2 separate regions of the Pan troglodytes genome follow, and region 2 is linked to region 1. The links are chromatin contacts, called in public HiChIP or PLAC-seq maps. All regions are on one chromosome and are shown on one strand. Each heading gives the region's core, a stretch centred on a gene start, on an enhancer-like site or on the middle of the called end of the contact. The rest is flanking DNA. Distances are from core to core; before and after follow the strand shown. Region 1 holds the start of DHRS12 (dehydrogenase/reductase 12). Region 2 holds the start of NEK5 (NIMA related kinase 5).

Region 1 (3,679 bases), core at 866-3,365:
TAAGTGACTTGCCCCCATTTAGTATGATGCAGCAGGGAAGCTGTGGGCTCTGGAATCATACTACCTGGTCTCAAAGCCTGGCTCCACCATGTATTTACCGTGACCTGAGTCAAGTTATGTAACCTCTCTCAGTTTACTCATCTGTAAAATGGGGATAATAGCAAGAGTAACCATATGGATCAGTGTGAGAATTAAGTGCTATAATCCACAATGCTTGACACACTTTAAGCCTTCTATACATTTTATCACACGGGTCACACAGGGAATAACTGGCAGAAATTGGACTAGAATCCAGCTCAGCTGACTCCAGTTAAACGGGAACATTCCCTTGTGAACTCCATACTGCCCTTTGTTTGTGTGTGTGTGTTACTTGGCATCCAAGTGAGAGTGGAAGCTCATTTTGAGACAGGGTTTGGCTTTTCCTAAGACCTCCTCTTTAAATGTATATAATGTATACACTAACTACCTCGTGGATGCTTGATTTGAGGCTAACACTGGACACCTCATGCCCTCATGGAAATTTCTTGAATGTACACTGCATGGGTGTAAGCGCAGGGGAAAAAGGAATGAGAAGAAAACTTAAGGAGGGAAACCAACACTTCTGATCACTTCGTATGAAACTAAGCTCTTTATAATGAATGCCTTTAATCACAACCACCCCACGAGGTGCGCATATTCATTCCCATTTTACATATTAAAAAACCAAGACTGAGGGCGTATGCAGCATGCTCAGGTTCACCTGGCTAATGCAGAGAGCTGGGTTTGCAGCCACACTTTTACTTCAAGGGGCTGCTGACACCCTCCAAGAGACTTGGTGGTTCAAAACTATTTCTCATCCCCTCTCTGCGAGCCAAAAGCCTATTTCCTGAGGTGTTCAGAGAGATTCAGAGCAGATTGACACCTTTTCCATCACTGACACAAAGAGGAGGGTATAAAAAACAGTATGTAGCCCTGGGGATCTAAAATATTTTCCCAGCCAAATCGGACAGGCATTGAAAGTCACACCAGGCTGGGGTGGTTTTACAAAATGCCACTTGTTTAAATTTCCTTTCATCACTCTGTCAGGAATAACAGCAACGTAGTGGAGCCTCAGAGTCCTGTTTAGAGGGGCGAGCTGTTCCGGGGAAATTTATTTCAAAAGTTATTCTGAAGTAAAAACTTGCCCACTGTGGAGTGAGGTTGGACAGTGATCCTATATCCTAGGTAATGAGGCTATTAAAGCAGCTGGTCTCTTCAGCTTATGTAAGTGGGGCCCAGTCTCTGGGCGACTTGGGTAAACCGGTATAGAATTTAACAGGGTGACTAGGAGTGACAGCAGCAGTAAGACCCCCATTTCTAATGTGGCGTTAGGGTTGGAGGTTAGATGTGGACAGGGGTGTCTGAGTCCTACATAATGGGGCTGGATGACTAGTCTGAGATCTGGGTTCACGCAGCAACCACACTCTTTTTTACTCACACTGTTCATCTGGGCTTGGGTGGAAGGAGGCTGATGAGGATTTGGGGGAAATCAAGGGGCTCTCCCTGGCATTGCATGAAGTCGCAGAACCAGTGGCAAAAGTCCAACTTTGGAGACAATTACTTCTCGGGTGGGAGTCCCAGCCCTGCCTCTTGCCTGCGATGTCGCCAATCTGACTGCGCTTGCTGGAGACGGGAAATGTGGCACGGCACTGCATCCCCCAACACGTGTAGAAACTTAGAGAATGCCAGTTATTAAAATAACCCTTATGATAACACCAATTCGATGCAGAAGTCTTTTAAATATCATAAGCCTCGTCGTTTTATTCCACATGGTTTTCTAGGTAACCAAATTCTAGGAGGTGCGCTTCAGGGCCATCTTCGCATCCCGGCCATGCCCAGCAGGACGGTGTTCTCTAAACGGCGCTGATGCCCGATTTCAACCCCGAGGAGACTGCGGACCTCGACTGCGGCCCCCACCAGGGCCAGTCCGCCCTCACTCCACCCTCTGAGGCTGGGGCGGAGTCGACCGGCCGGCCCCGAGACCCCTTGCCTTACCGGTGGAGCAAGGACCCGGAAGCCGCGGCTCTTACATAACCGGGATGATGTCAGGGCGGGCGACTCCCGGGGGGCGGGACCAGGGCGGAGGCCGCGCCGGGAGCGCGGCGGGGCTAGGCGTGGGGCGCGCCCGGCATGTCCCTGTACCGCAGCGTCGTGTGGTTCGCCAAGGGGCTGCGCGAGTACACCAAGTAAGGCGGCGCGGCGGGGCGCGGGGCCCCGGGCTGTCACGTGGCCCGCCTCGGCGCGGGCGAGCAGGGTTGGCGGGGACGCGCCCGCGGCTCCTTCGCCCTCTCGCTGGGCCGACTAAGCGTGTCCAGAACGACGGGTGCGCCCGCCGTCTAGCGACCCACGGCTGGGCGTGGGGCAGTCGCCAGACTCCAGCCGCTCAATGCCCGCCACCGAGACTGGCGCCCGAGGGGCGGGGCTGTGGCGCGCCCAAGCCCAGGGCCGTCCCACTGACGTCAGGCGGCCCCGGCGCCAACGAGCCTCTTGGGCGGCACCTCGGCGCCCCGCTGGGTGTGCTCCTGGAAGTGTCTTCGTGGTGCTGCTGGCGGCGTCAGATAGGGCTGGATCTAAATCGCTAGCCAAGGCTCTGTCCTAGTGCCTTTGGATGTGTTTCCTTTAAAAAGATGCAGCACCTGGACTGCGACCTTTGGCTCCAGCTGGAACTTTCCAGCCTGGGTTTCCAGCCAGTGTGGCGGTGCACCCAGTGTGTGCTTCTGGGGAACGGTGCGTGGTGGTTTCGTCGCCCCGTGACCACGCTCAGTGTGCCCTAGTTGGCTCTCCACCTCATTGTGGTTTTAAGAGGTGACAGGTTCCTGTGACGGAGGAGAGATGGAGGTTTTCTCTTAGAATTGATTAGGCTAACCGCTGGTTCTCAACCCTGTCTGCACATCAGAATCACTGGGCGAGAATTAAAAGTACCCAGTTTTCAGGCCCCATCCCTACAGATTCTGATTTAGTGGATCTGCATAGGGGCCTGGACTGGCATTTCATCCAAATGCCCCAGGTGATTCTCACCTCTGAGAAGCTTCTCCCTGCACTGGGGCTTTATCAGTTCCCACGGCAACCTGGCCAGCACTCCTAGGGGAGGTAGGAGTTGCAACTCCCTGCTCTTCACCCCGCATCGTTTTGGAGAAGGTTCAGCTCTGTCTCAGGAGCCCCTGCTGCAGAGAATGGTGGGGAGTGTAGTCGTGAGCCCTGTCCCACAGTTTTTAGGGGAATACAGTGGCAGCCTCTTTCTTTCAAAGGGGTGTCCTCTGGCAATGACCATTAATTGCTGGATCTTTCCACATTACACAGCATGAAAGCTTAAGTCAGTTTCCAACCGGGGGTGGGCCCCAAGGAAAGCAGACTGTAAAAATTTCTCCCAGGACTCTTTCGCTCTGATTTCCCCACCTTGAGGGAAGGTAGAAGTGAGGCCAAGGGGCCCAATCCACCACAGATTGGTGGGGGAAGGGAGGGAGGGGAAGGCAGTTGGCAAAGTTAGATGGGTTTTCCTGCTGTTGTGGATTTAGTGAATAGGAGAGAAAAACAACAACCTTGTTTTGACTTCCATGTGAGAGCGCGGAGTTAGAGTTTACAACGTTTCTCTCGGCACAAGGATTTTTATAAAGCCTCCCTATATTGGGCTCCTAAGGCAGGAGGATCTAATCACTGTTTC
Region 2 (3,443 bases), core at 439-2,938, 330 kb before region 1:
AAACTTGAAATTATGTACAGTTACTGAGAGACTGGATAAGTATTGGACAATAAATCCTTTTCAAAATCAGAATGGCTTATGGGGTTTTGCTTTTAATAAAATTTCAGAAGACTAATGGAATTATCAGTTCATGATTATAAACCAGTTTTGGTGACAGATTACTATATGATTCTTGAGATACAACTAGACAAAAATTGAGGGACACTTTTAACAAAACTTTTCATTCCTATGTACTTATTTCTCAGCACTTACAGCCTTAAGAAAATGGAAGAGAATCAGTGTTAAACTTCATTGTAGCAAGAAGTTAGCATTCATGTATGGATACAGGAACTAACGGTGCATGGGAAGCCCATCCAGGTCTTAAAGAGATGAATTTTCAATACAATTTTATTTTTTATATTTAATAATTATCAGTATTGTGATACATTTTATTGTGATCAATTGTGTAGTACTAGTAATTTTAACAATTTAATCCAGAAAAAATAAAATTCTATGAGCAGGAAATATAAATTTCCATTTCTATACTTCTTTCAGCAGTATGATAGGATGATCAATAAGACTTTCAAGTATGAAAAAGATAACTGAGGTAAAATTCTATCAGGAAAGTAGAATGAAGATATGATTTAATGAAGCAAGTCTAAGAATTCTAGGGAGGAAATTTGGGTGTGGTCACTGACACATGTAATTAAACAAAAACAAGTAGATCATATACCTACTAATATTTTGAGGGAATTTCACTGCCAAAGAAACAAACATTGGATATTCCAACTGCTAAACAACTTTTGGACTCCTGCTACGGGCTGCATTCACCCCCGCCGCGGCCACCCCCAATTCACAGACTGAAATCTAACACCAATAACTAATAATGAGACTGTATTCGGAGACAGAGACTTTAAAGATGCAATTAGATCAAAATGAGGCCTTTAGTTCAGCCCTAATCCAACTTGACTAGAGTGCTTACAAGAAGAAGAAATTTTTTGTGGCGGGGACGGGGAGGGGGCGGCGGAGAGATGATTTTAAGAAGGAAAAGTAATGATGTAAACTTACGATTTTTAAGAGTTTTTTGTGGGGTTTTTGTGTGTGTGTGTGTGAGATGGACGATGGAGGGTACCATATTACTGTAGTGTTTCGATTCAATTGGATATATTTAACTTGCGTCATTATTTACAATTGCTGAAAATTAACATTTTTTTCAACTACTTAAACATTTTAGACAGCAGCTTGATGTGCAAATCCAGAATGAGGCAGGGTGGGATGGGCACTGGGCGTGCGTGCAGACGCTTGGGCAGCGCCGGTTTCGTTAGAAAGTCCCTTGGCAGGCCGCCGCTGTGGCCCAAAGAGTAGGAAGCCGTTCCAGTCTCACGTCCACCTTTTGGCAATATCTGAGACCTTGTACAAGAAACACTCTTCCTGTCTCAGTTTAGCTCATTTGTAAAACTGGGAGACTACTGCCTTGAGGGGTTGTAAAGAAAAGAGAGAACGTTTGCGAAGCGTCTGGTGCACCTTAAGCAAGAGCGGGGAGCGCTACTGTAGACTGCAAAGCAAAGGAATCCCGACCCAAGGCAACGGGACGGTTGCGGGGTGACTCTGCCGGGTCTCCAAACTCCCTGGCGCCTGACCCTGCCTCGAGGTGGCCTGGTCCCCAGGCCATTCCAGACCCGCGCCCCGCCCGCGTTTCCTTGCGCGGCTCCGCCCCGGCCGCAGGGAGGCGCAGCGGCCCTGGGAACCCGGATCCTTCCGGGACGCTTCGTTGGCCCCGCGGAGCCGGCGGAGCAGGTACGCTGCAGGGGCCGCCCTTAGTTCTTGCCCGGAGCCGCCACAGGGCTTCGGGAGCCGGGCAGGGTGGGGGAAAGGGATGGAGTCTCGGCCTGGGGCGGCGGGGGCGGCCCAGAAAAGGCCTAGCGTCCTGGGCTGTGTGGGTGTAGCGTCCAGGGCACGTCGGTCTCTATGGCAACGCTCCACACGCGGAGGTCGGGTACGGGTAAGCGTCTTGCCACCCACCCGCGGCCGCTTTTCCAGGGGCGGCCCTAGGGGAGAAGGAATTTTCCTAATTTGGGGGCTTCCACCCTTTGGTGCCACTTGGGCGGGAGGGTCGCGGGCCTCCCGAGGGCGAGTCACCCCCGGCCCCAAGTCCGTATGCGTCTCTCTCAGAACCCGATCCTCCGGTGTCTGCAGCCTCTCCTGGCTGCGGAGCTGGTTCCCAGCCCCCTGCAACCCAGTACCGACTTCCCACCCTGACATAAAATTATTCGAAAACAAGCCCCCTGCTCACCCCATTAACAACAACAACAAAACTGTATTATGCCCTAACTGTAGCATAAAGAGGAAATAGAAGGAAAGCAATAAGTAAGAAAGTACATATTTCAATCTGAAAATGCTTGGCACTACTACCCTTGGAAAATGTAGAGAAGTAGCCAGTAGCCGCGCCTGGGGAGTCGCCTGAACGTGACGGCAGCAAATGCAGATTGTTGGGTCTCCGGGACCAGGAGCAGCGTGGCCAGTGAAGCGCGTGGTTTTCCCAAATGGTGAACAATTCTTGGTAAACCTCCAAACCGAAGTGCAATCAAGCCTTGATTTACATGTAGTTGCATTCCTCGAAAAAAAAAGAAGCGTTCATTAAAACTGCAAAAATACTTAGCATTTCGATGTAAAATAGAGTTTGGTTCTAGCCACAAACGGATTTTTCCACGCACAGGAATGTATAGGAAGACTCTCCAAGATTGTAGGGCCGCGGGGTAATCCTTTATTGTGCGGGACTGTCTCTCGAATCGCAGAATCCTACCATCTCAGGCCCCAACCACCTGTAAACCTCATGCCTCTGAATCTTGGGGAAACAGCTTCCCCACCCCCATATATTTCCAGAATTCCCCCTAGGGGGCAGTACGTCCCCACTAAGAAAGGCTGAACTATAAAAGTGCACAAGCCTAAGGACATTCCTGCTTTATAAACGTGCGAAACACCGGATATAGTATCTTTCATTCTCAGAACAAACTTGCAAAACAGGTATTGTTATTCCATTTTAGAAATTAGGAAAGTGAGGTTTTGCCAGGTTAAGTGACTTACCCGAGAATACAGGGCAAAAGTGTATCAAAGCTGAGCTATGACCCGTGTCTGACCAAGAAACTCTGTCTCATTTCAGTTATCTGTGGCCACAAGGAAAGTTATTTGTCTCTGTCTTGGCAAGGCTGGGAGGAAAGTTTTAGCTAAGTGAGTTCTTTTACACTTTAGTCATCAGTTTTCTGACTTTGTTAGTCTTTATGAGACGTGTGTGATAAATTTACATTACTCTAATTCCAGGAACCTCAGCCCATTGGAGACCATGGATAAGTACGATGTGATTAAGGCCATCGGGCAAGGTGCCTTCGGGAAAGCATACTTAGCTAAAGGGAAATCAGATAGCAAGCACTGTGTCATAAAAGAGATCAATTTTGAAAAGGTAAAGT

What was found. HiChIP or PLAC-seq counts read pairs in DNA pulled down with a chosen protein or histone mark.
Region 2: an H3K4me3 HiChIP or PLAC-seq map of stem cell-derived excitatory neurons shows a contact between it and region 1, with 5 times the contacts expected there. The contact joins the promoter of NEK5 here to the promoter of DHRS12 in region 1. A contact is called at or near these places in 2 of 7 Hi-C or Micro-C datasets (blood and stem cell-derived neural progenitor cells), 1 of 1 datasets of contacts at active chromatin or transcription factors (stem cell-derived excitatory neurons) and 1 of 1 other capture datasets (stem cell-derived neural stem cells).

The regions. Positions count from the first base shown.
Region 1 is chr14:57,385,872-57,389,550 of NHGRI_mPanTro3-v2.0_pri, reverse strand. It overlaps DHRS12 (dehydrogenase/reductase 12), which reads left to right and starts at 2,115. Exons shown (of 9, transcript XM_024348549.3): 1 at 2,115-2,204. The coding sequence starts at 2,149. It overlaps LOC101059796 (a long non-coding RNA gene), which reads right to left and starts at 2,059. Exons shown (of 2, transcript XR_008538687.2): 1 at 1,457-2,059.
Region 2 is chr14:57,712,108-57,715,550 of NHGRI_mPanTro3-v2.0_pri, reverse strand. It overlaps NEK5 (NIMA related kinase 5), which reads left to right and starts at 1,688. Exons shown (of 24, transcript XM_009427003.5): 1 at 1,688-1,776; 2 at 3,140-3,207; 3 at 3,298-3,436. The coding sequence starts at 3,320.